2 separate regions of the Anser cygnoides genome follow, and region 1 is linked to region 2. Evidence: chromatin contacts called from public Hi-C data. All regions are on one chromosome and are shown on one strand. The core of a region is the stretch at or near the end of the contact, and the rest is flanking DNA. Distances in the headings are between cores, read along the strand shown. Region 1 overlaps NDFIP2 (Nedd4 family interacting protein 2). Region 2 has its middle 100 kb from the start of SPRY2.

The links. Hi-C and Micro-C count contacts between places; a contact is called where the count stands out from the background.
Region 1: a Hi-C map of liver shows a contact between it and region 2, with 3 times the contacts expected there. The contact joins two enhancer-like sites. A contact is called at or near these places in 2 of 7 Hi-C or Micro-C datasets (granulosa cells and liver).

The regions. Positions count from the first base shown.
Region 1 is chr1:165,812,734-165,816,251 of Taihu_goose_T2T_genome, forward strand. NDFIP2 (Nedd4 family interacting protein 2) reads right to left here. Exons shown (of 9, transcript XM_048047471.2): 7 at 1,905-1,971. Among named protein-coding and RNA genes, the nearest start is that of NDFIP2, 40 kb to the right of the region's middle. Within about 2 kb of position 1,393, at least 1 of the 3 cell types and tissues checked has open chromatin away from gene starts, as enhancers often do.
Region 2 is chr1:165,549,667-165,553,300 of Taihu_goose_T2T_genome, forward strand. No RefSeq gene overlaps it. Among named protein-coding and RNA genes, the nearest start is that of SPRY2, 100 kb to the left of the region's middle. Within about 2 kb of position 1,990, at least 2 of the 3 cell types and tissues checked have open chromatin away from gene starts, as enhancers often do.

The DNA.
Region 1 (3,518 bases), core at 143-2,642, 260 kb after region 2:
GTGCTACCCAGACGTTACCAGAGATAGTCCTACATTCAACTAAAAAGCAGCTGAAACAGCAAAAGGTGGACAAGAAGATTTTAAGGTGCCTGAAAGCATATTTTCTGCATTACACATGCTGGGAAAACAGTCCAAGTTCAACCCATACTTTTATATTTCGCTGTTTAACGGAGGAGGGAAAAAAAATACACCACAGAAAAAAAAACACTTTCCATTGTGTTCCTCAAAAAGAAACATTGGCTAACATTTAAATTTAAAAATGAAAATTGTCTCTCTCTCCAATTTGTTCACTGTGCATGACAGGTCTTTGGAAGTAGACCATTTCACTTTTCCATGAAGCGTGAGCAAATTTTTCCAGACTTTAAATAAAGTAAAGGGAACATAAACAGATAGGTGAACACCAGAAGAGAGAAAAAGATAGCAATGCATGGGCTCAAGTATGTCAAAGGATCATCCAAAAGAAAGGCTCCAGTTTATTCACTTTGAAAGAGACACAGGATATACTACTTAGCATGTTCTGATTGGAAAGTTATCTGAAACAATGAAATACAGATTTGGTTGGCAGAACTCCCATGACTTGATAATAGTCCTTCATTTCCTACTAAGTAGGTCTATTGGGGTAAATTCTTCTGTAGTGTTCTAAAATGCTGTTGGCCTACGTCATGCAAAACATTTGTAAAACAAGGGAATGCTAACTGCTGGATACATACAGTGCCTTTTATTGCAAGCTCTGTGAGTTTAAGAAAAAAGTCTTCTAACAGTTCAGGCTGAAAATAAGGCTTTCCTAAATCTAAGTGATCTAACTTCCGAATGTGAGAAGTGCTGTGAAAGACTAGTAAAAAGAACTACAAATGCACAACTTTTTCTATATGCCTCATGTAGCCAAGTATACAACGGTAGAGCAAGCTATTAAGAAATCTGATTAATACTCTTAAATTGTATTGAAAGAAGGATATGGAAAACTTTTTTTTTATTAAGGATTTTTGGCATTTATTGTGAAACAAATAAATCAGAAGCAGTCAGGATCTCTCAAAAAAAAAATTTACTCAACATTTTACTCCAACATTTGCTGTTAGACCTCAGTTGAACTGACTCAAAGGGAAGACTGCCACCTACTGAATCATCAGCAGCTTACTATGCTTCCAGAGCAAGAAAATAAAATAGATAGTAGCATTCACTCCTGTAAAAGCATATCACTCCAGACTTCACGTTCAAATCACAAAATCCATAGTAGGAAAAAAATTATAATGGTTGGTGTTTGCAATATCAAAATTAAAAACAAAGGCAGAACGTGATGTGTATAAAACTTTGAACACAGGCAGGCAGACCTCTTCAGAAAAAGCTGACGTCATGGAAGCACTGTGATCAGCAAGCATGAAGCCATTCTCTTGTCTGACTGAGTAACTACTGATGCAGCATGCATTTCAAAGGAGTAGAAAAGGACATTTCATGACCTGTGTACAAGACAACTGACTCCACCTTCCTAGGATCAGTCACATTTCATAAAATTTAAAACTTGACATACAAGCATATATATGTAAGTACCTGGTATCACTTACTTTCACTGCGTTCTCTGCATAAAACCTAGAGGTTTTGTTACACAATTCTGCACCCTTAGACGAGCATGAGCAGATTAAAAAGCACAAGCTACAAATCTCAGGTATGTACGTAATTACAAATGTAGAGTACCATTTTGAGTTGAATGTTATTTGAATAGTCTGCAATCCACACTGTAACACTATGGTAATAACCTGGTGAACACTACAGAAATAAGAACAGCATACAAAACTATCAACAGCAAAAGAAAAACATATAGCTAAACATGTTACAGAACTCTAGCTACAAGGACATGATATATCTTTAAGTACTTCATCAAAACAGAAATGTTTTCCATTGCCACTTACCAAGTACAAGGAATATCCACCAAAGCCAGTACTGTCCATTGAAATATCCAGTAAAGTAATCTGAAAACTGGAATTCATACACAAGGCTTAGCTGTAGCAAGAAAGATGACTAAGACACATTTAATGCTTTATGCAAATACAGGAAGTTGAGGGGAAAAAAAAATTAAAGAAAAATACTGTATTCTCCTAAAATAGAAAACTGGTATTTGTGTCATAGTTTAACATACAAATAACACTTCCAGTATCAGGTGGTCTTTGACAAAGTTATTTCAAAAGCTCTAAAATATATATACGTGTGTATATACGTGTATATGTTGCATATATTACTTGCCAGAATCATCTGACATTTTCTATTATAATGAATCACCACTGTCAATTTCCTACCCCCCCACCCAATGCCTGCCGTCCTGAACACATTACGGCAGCCTGCTGCTTTAGATATTAACACCAAAAGCCACATTAGTTTAATCTTATCAGACAGGGATGTTCTGCTGACCCCTCAAAAGAAGAGCTTTTGACCTTCTGTATACCCCCTACTGTTAATCGCTGCCAAGAATACCAGCCCCATAAAGACCCCCAACTCATTAAAGTCTTTTCATTTTCAAACCAGCATTCAGTTCCCAGCAGTGAGCTGAACGCAACTAAATGAACCTTGAAGAGGCATTTCAACTGTTCCTGTTAGTGACCATGGTAGACAGTTTTGTCCTCTCTGATGTGGGAGGCAGCTGGAAGGCAGGGTGTGATGGTATTGGAGACAGGTATCTTTGCCTTTACCCGACTCCAGACTGCATGCTTCACTGATAAAAAAGGCTAATCAAATGTCTCCAAAACTCACACAAGAAGTAGGAATGAAGAGATGTGTGAAAAGTTGCCAGAAGGAAAAAAATAACCTTTTTAGTAGCTCTGCACACTTTTTGTACACTTCCCATCCTACTGTCATTCAGTATGTTTACTGCATCCTGCAACAGCACATCCTATTTGTCATTTCCAGTGCATTTCTGTAGTTATCAACCAAGAAATCAAGTAATTCAGGCATTATTTTCTCTAAAATAACCAGAGATGATACTGGGCAACATATTCAACCAAATAAAAATCAGAGCTGTTAAAAGGGTTTTTTGAAAAAGGGTTGAGGGGTTTTTGTTCCCCTCAAGTAACTATGCATTGAGATTCACGTTTTCTACAAAATAAAGCCAGATCATCTGAATTTTTTAAAGGCTCAATAAAAAAAAAAAAAGGTAAAGAAACAGAATTGCCAAATTGAATGAAAAGAACAATTTACATTATCACTATATAAATACTAGCATATCTATTATTCAGCAGACTAAGCATGTTGTATTTTGACAGTTCATTAAAAGACCAAATGAATATTCAACTCCAAGAAAGTTCACTGCATTATGAATCCCACTTCACCTGATAGTCAATATTGTAAATTTTCTTAAGCATGGTTTTTTTTTTTTTTAACTTACAATTTCATTTAATTGGAAAGAAGATTTATTAAAACCACTAACCAATCAATTACTGGCCTAACATGCATTACTCCCACGTTTTTAAGCAAAAGAAATCATTGCTGCAGAATTTACTGAACCACAAATCTGTGCTTTTGTTTCCTAGAAA
Region 2 (3,634 bases), core at 740-3,239:
TCCCTGAACTTTGAGGGACTATAATGTTTCAGCAAGATTAAAAGCTCCACTTGAATATTCATGTCTAAAAATTTTTATAAATTCACTCATGGTAGTACTCAAGAATAATTTCAGAAAACAAAATATATATATATGTGTATGTATACATATATGTGTATGTATAATATACACATATTGAGGAAAATAATAGCTGTGATGAGAAACTGGTCAATTTTTATCCAGCTTCTTTTTCTACATTTTCCTACAGAAAACTCATATCTCCTCCACATGAGGGAGATTTCTAACCAGTCTCATTCTGTTCTCAGTAGATCATCCCTTTTCCTTTTTAAAAATAAAAGCAGCCCCGTTAATTTCAGACAGGATTTAGTGTACTGCATTGTGAGCAGCAGGACTGGCTCACTGCAGCCTCTGACAAGCATTTATACAGCAAGCTGTTCCTGTGTTCAAACACACCGCAAGTTCTGGGCACAACTGTTCCAAAGCCCTTCCCCAGATCCTGTTGACCGTAACACAAAATGCCTGCATGCCTCAAAGTCTCTGCGTAAAATATGTGAGCAGTCCAGGACACCATCCTCATTACAGAATAATGATCATATGCTAATAGTGAATAATGACCATTCCCTAACCTTCATTAGAGAAATATGCCCATGCACCCCAGTTATGGCAGACAGAGGTTTTGTCCTATAGATTTTCTTTCTGGCTTCAGGTATCTCACAGTCTTGGTGCTTAGGAGAACACAAAACAGAACTGGAAACACTTTCTATCTTACAGCCCCAGACCCCGAACTCCTGCTCCTGTTAATTAGACAAAGATTGTTTTCTTAATGTCCCTGCCCCATCCTAATTTGATCATTCTTTCTGGGGTGTAATGATTTAGAAACCTGTGGTGTTGGCAGATAGGAGCTGAAATGCACTGCTTACTGCATGTACGTTCCTGGAACATCAAGTGCCCAAGAAAGTTTTGTAATAAGTACTTGGAGCCAGAGTAGGTAGACAAGGTTCCTAAAGATTGCTCTGATACAGTTAGGCATTTTTCTTCTTCCTAACGTACACAAGTAGCTTTTATATTTGGACGGTGATTTATTGCTGGAGCCCTTAGAAGCATATAGTTAATAATAATCCCTTGACTTCCACAAAAAAAAAAAAAAGTTCTAGGGAAAATTTGGGAGTGTCTGGAAGTAGCTTATTATAAACATATTACTTAGCTCTAATGTTGCAGAGTTTTTAGTTTTCCAGAGATATCAGATGTCCTTAAAAAGCTAAGCAAGTATTTTTTTCAGCAAGGGTTAATAACACACAAACTGAGGCACAAATAGGTCACAGGTGATATAACCACCAGGGGCAAGACAGAAATCAGGACTTAGGAATGTCAAAGATGATATATATGCCCCATCCTTGATACTGTGGTACCTCATGTTTGTATGTGGCCATTTGATTAAACCATGAAGTCTTGCAGTAAATGAAAGAAGAAAAATGTATAGCTCAATTTTCCTTTTATTTTGATTTTTAATAAACACCATGAGTGAATCATTCTGAATGTTATGCTGAATGTATATTAAAAAAATCACTGTAGAGTAGTTTACTTTCATCAAGCCACTTCCCTTATAGGATATAACCTGATTCTTTTCAAAGCATGAGGAACAGGAATAAGACTTTTCCAGTCTTTTTTATTATTTTTTTCCTGCAGTCCTCAAAGGGGTTAAAGAGGTCTAATACAAAGGAGTTAGGCAATGCCTGAAACGGGATAATAAATGTGACACTCTCTGACTATCAGTAGCAAATATTTGAGCTTATCAAATAACGGAGGAAGTAGTTTAGTTACAAATAAACCAATCTCTCATAAAACAAGTCTTCACACAAGGTAATTTCATTGAACTGGAGACAGCTAAAGGCCACTGGCGGGCAGAACTCCCACTCTGTGTGCACTTCGTAATAGTCCCGCATGATTAATGGACAGCCAGGAGGGAGGCCGAGCCCGGGGACGCCGCCGAGGAACCGAGCTGGGCTTCATATCAGCAGAGCAGCCATAAATAAGGCATCTCAGAGTTACTGTGAGGAAGTGACTCATCCTTCTGGAACACAGCAGGATTTGTGCTTTCTCTGGCTCGTCCCCCTCCCCCTCTCACCCTTTTTTCCTCCACAGAGGAGACCAGCGTGTCCTAGAGACTATAGTAGATGTCACCGCTTGGCACTTGCTGTGTAAAGAGAGGACAAATATGTGGGTGTGATGTGGATCTGGAACGATAGCCTTAAAGCTGCAGTGCTCACTCTTTAGGGAGCATCTGGGCTGAGGCAAGCCCAGCAAAATATGTTTCTAAGGGCAGCTTCTTCGTGGAAGATACTCAGATACTGCTTTTCCTTTTCACAACATCTAAACAAGCAGAGCACAAATATAGCACCATTCATTAGCAGGAAAAGGCTTTCTTTCCAAAAGTTATGCAAAAGGGCTAGCAACTAAGACAGGAGAAATGAAGCTAAAAGAAGTGGAACTGAAGCAGAAAGAGTTGCAACATACCCCAGGCTACACTGGGAGTTAAGGTGCAGTTTCACAACCAGGTTAGCACTGATGGAAGCACAGGATGCTGCTGGAGGGCCCAGGCCATGAGCTCCCACCCGCTTCCTAGCAGCTGCTTCTCAAGAGACATGATCCCACATCTGCCCGACCACCTATGGCAACGCAAGGATCCTTGGGGAAGGACAGCAAGATTATTCTTCTGATGGTAGTGTACCTGTAGTGACATTTGTAGGCTTGACTCAGCCTACAAATTTTTTCGATAATAAGAGTATGTGACCTCACTGTAAGAGTGCAAGAAACCCATTCACACCACCAAATAAATCCATTTTCTGCCTCTGACTAAACAGCAAGAAGTCCTGATGGGTATCAGTAACAAAATTTATTTTTTCTCTTTTGTTTTTTTTCAGGCCTAACATGACTCTTATTTACTATGCTATTCATAATACACTAATTATGCACACATTGACTTTAATCTCCACATGCTTCTGTCTAAGCTTGTGAAAAGCATTTGCAGATTATAGAGACCTATAGTCTTGTTCTTGTTTCAGAATGTAAAGAAAACCTAAAAAGTGCTATAATAGAGAAAATCAGACAAGCTGCGTTTGAGGCAGTAGTCTGCTGTTTATTCATGTGTACGTACTTCATATCAGTGAATCCCTTTCTATATTTTCTACATCTATATAGATGTAGAAATATAAATGAAAATATGTAAGTATAAAAGCAGATCCAAAACAGATCATGTAACAGTGGTAGTTTTTGAAGTCCACCTCGTTCTCATCACTGCTGTCTTTGGTGTAGCTATTAATTACAACACTGTGAAAAAGTTCATTAGCACCTTACTGTCAAGGTGGACTTATCTCTACTTTGCTAGCTAAAAGTCAAACATACAAATACTTCTGGAAGTAAATATAATCAAATCACCTGAACAGCTATTGTACTTTTGCTGTCTTCAGGGCAAAACAGACTTTAGTGCCTTTTAAAAGAGCTTTGAATCATACCAATGATTCAGTGAACTCATTAGTGTAAACTGTGACTTTCAGGGGCAAAAGTGATGCACTTTCAGTGCACTGTGGTTAAAAGATATTCTGGCTGGCTGGATGTGGGATGTGGGAAGTGCCTT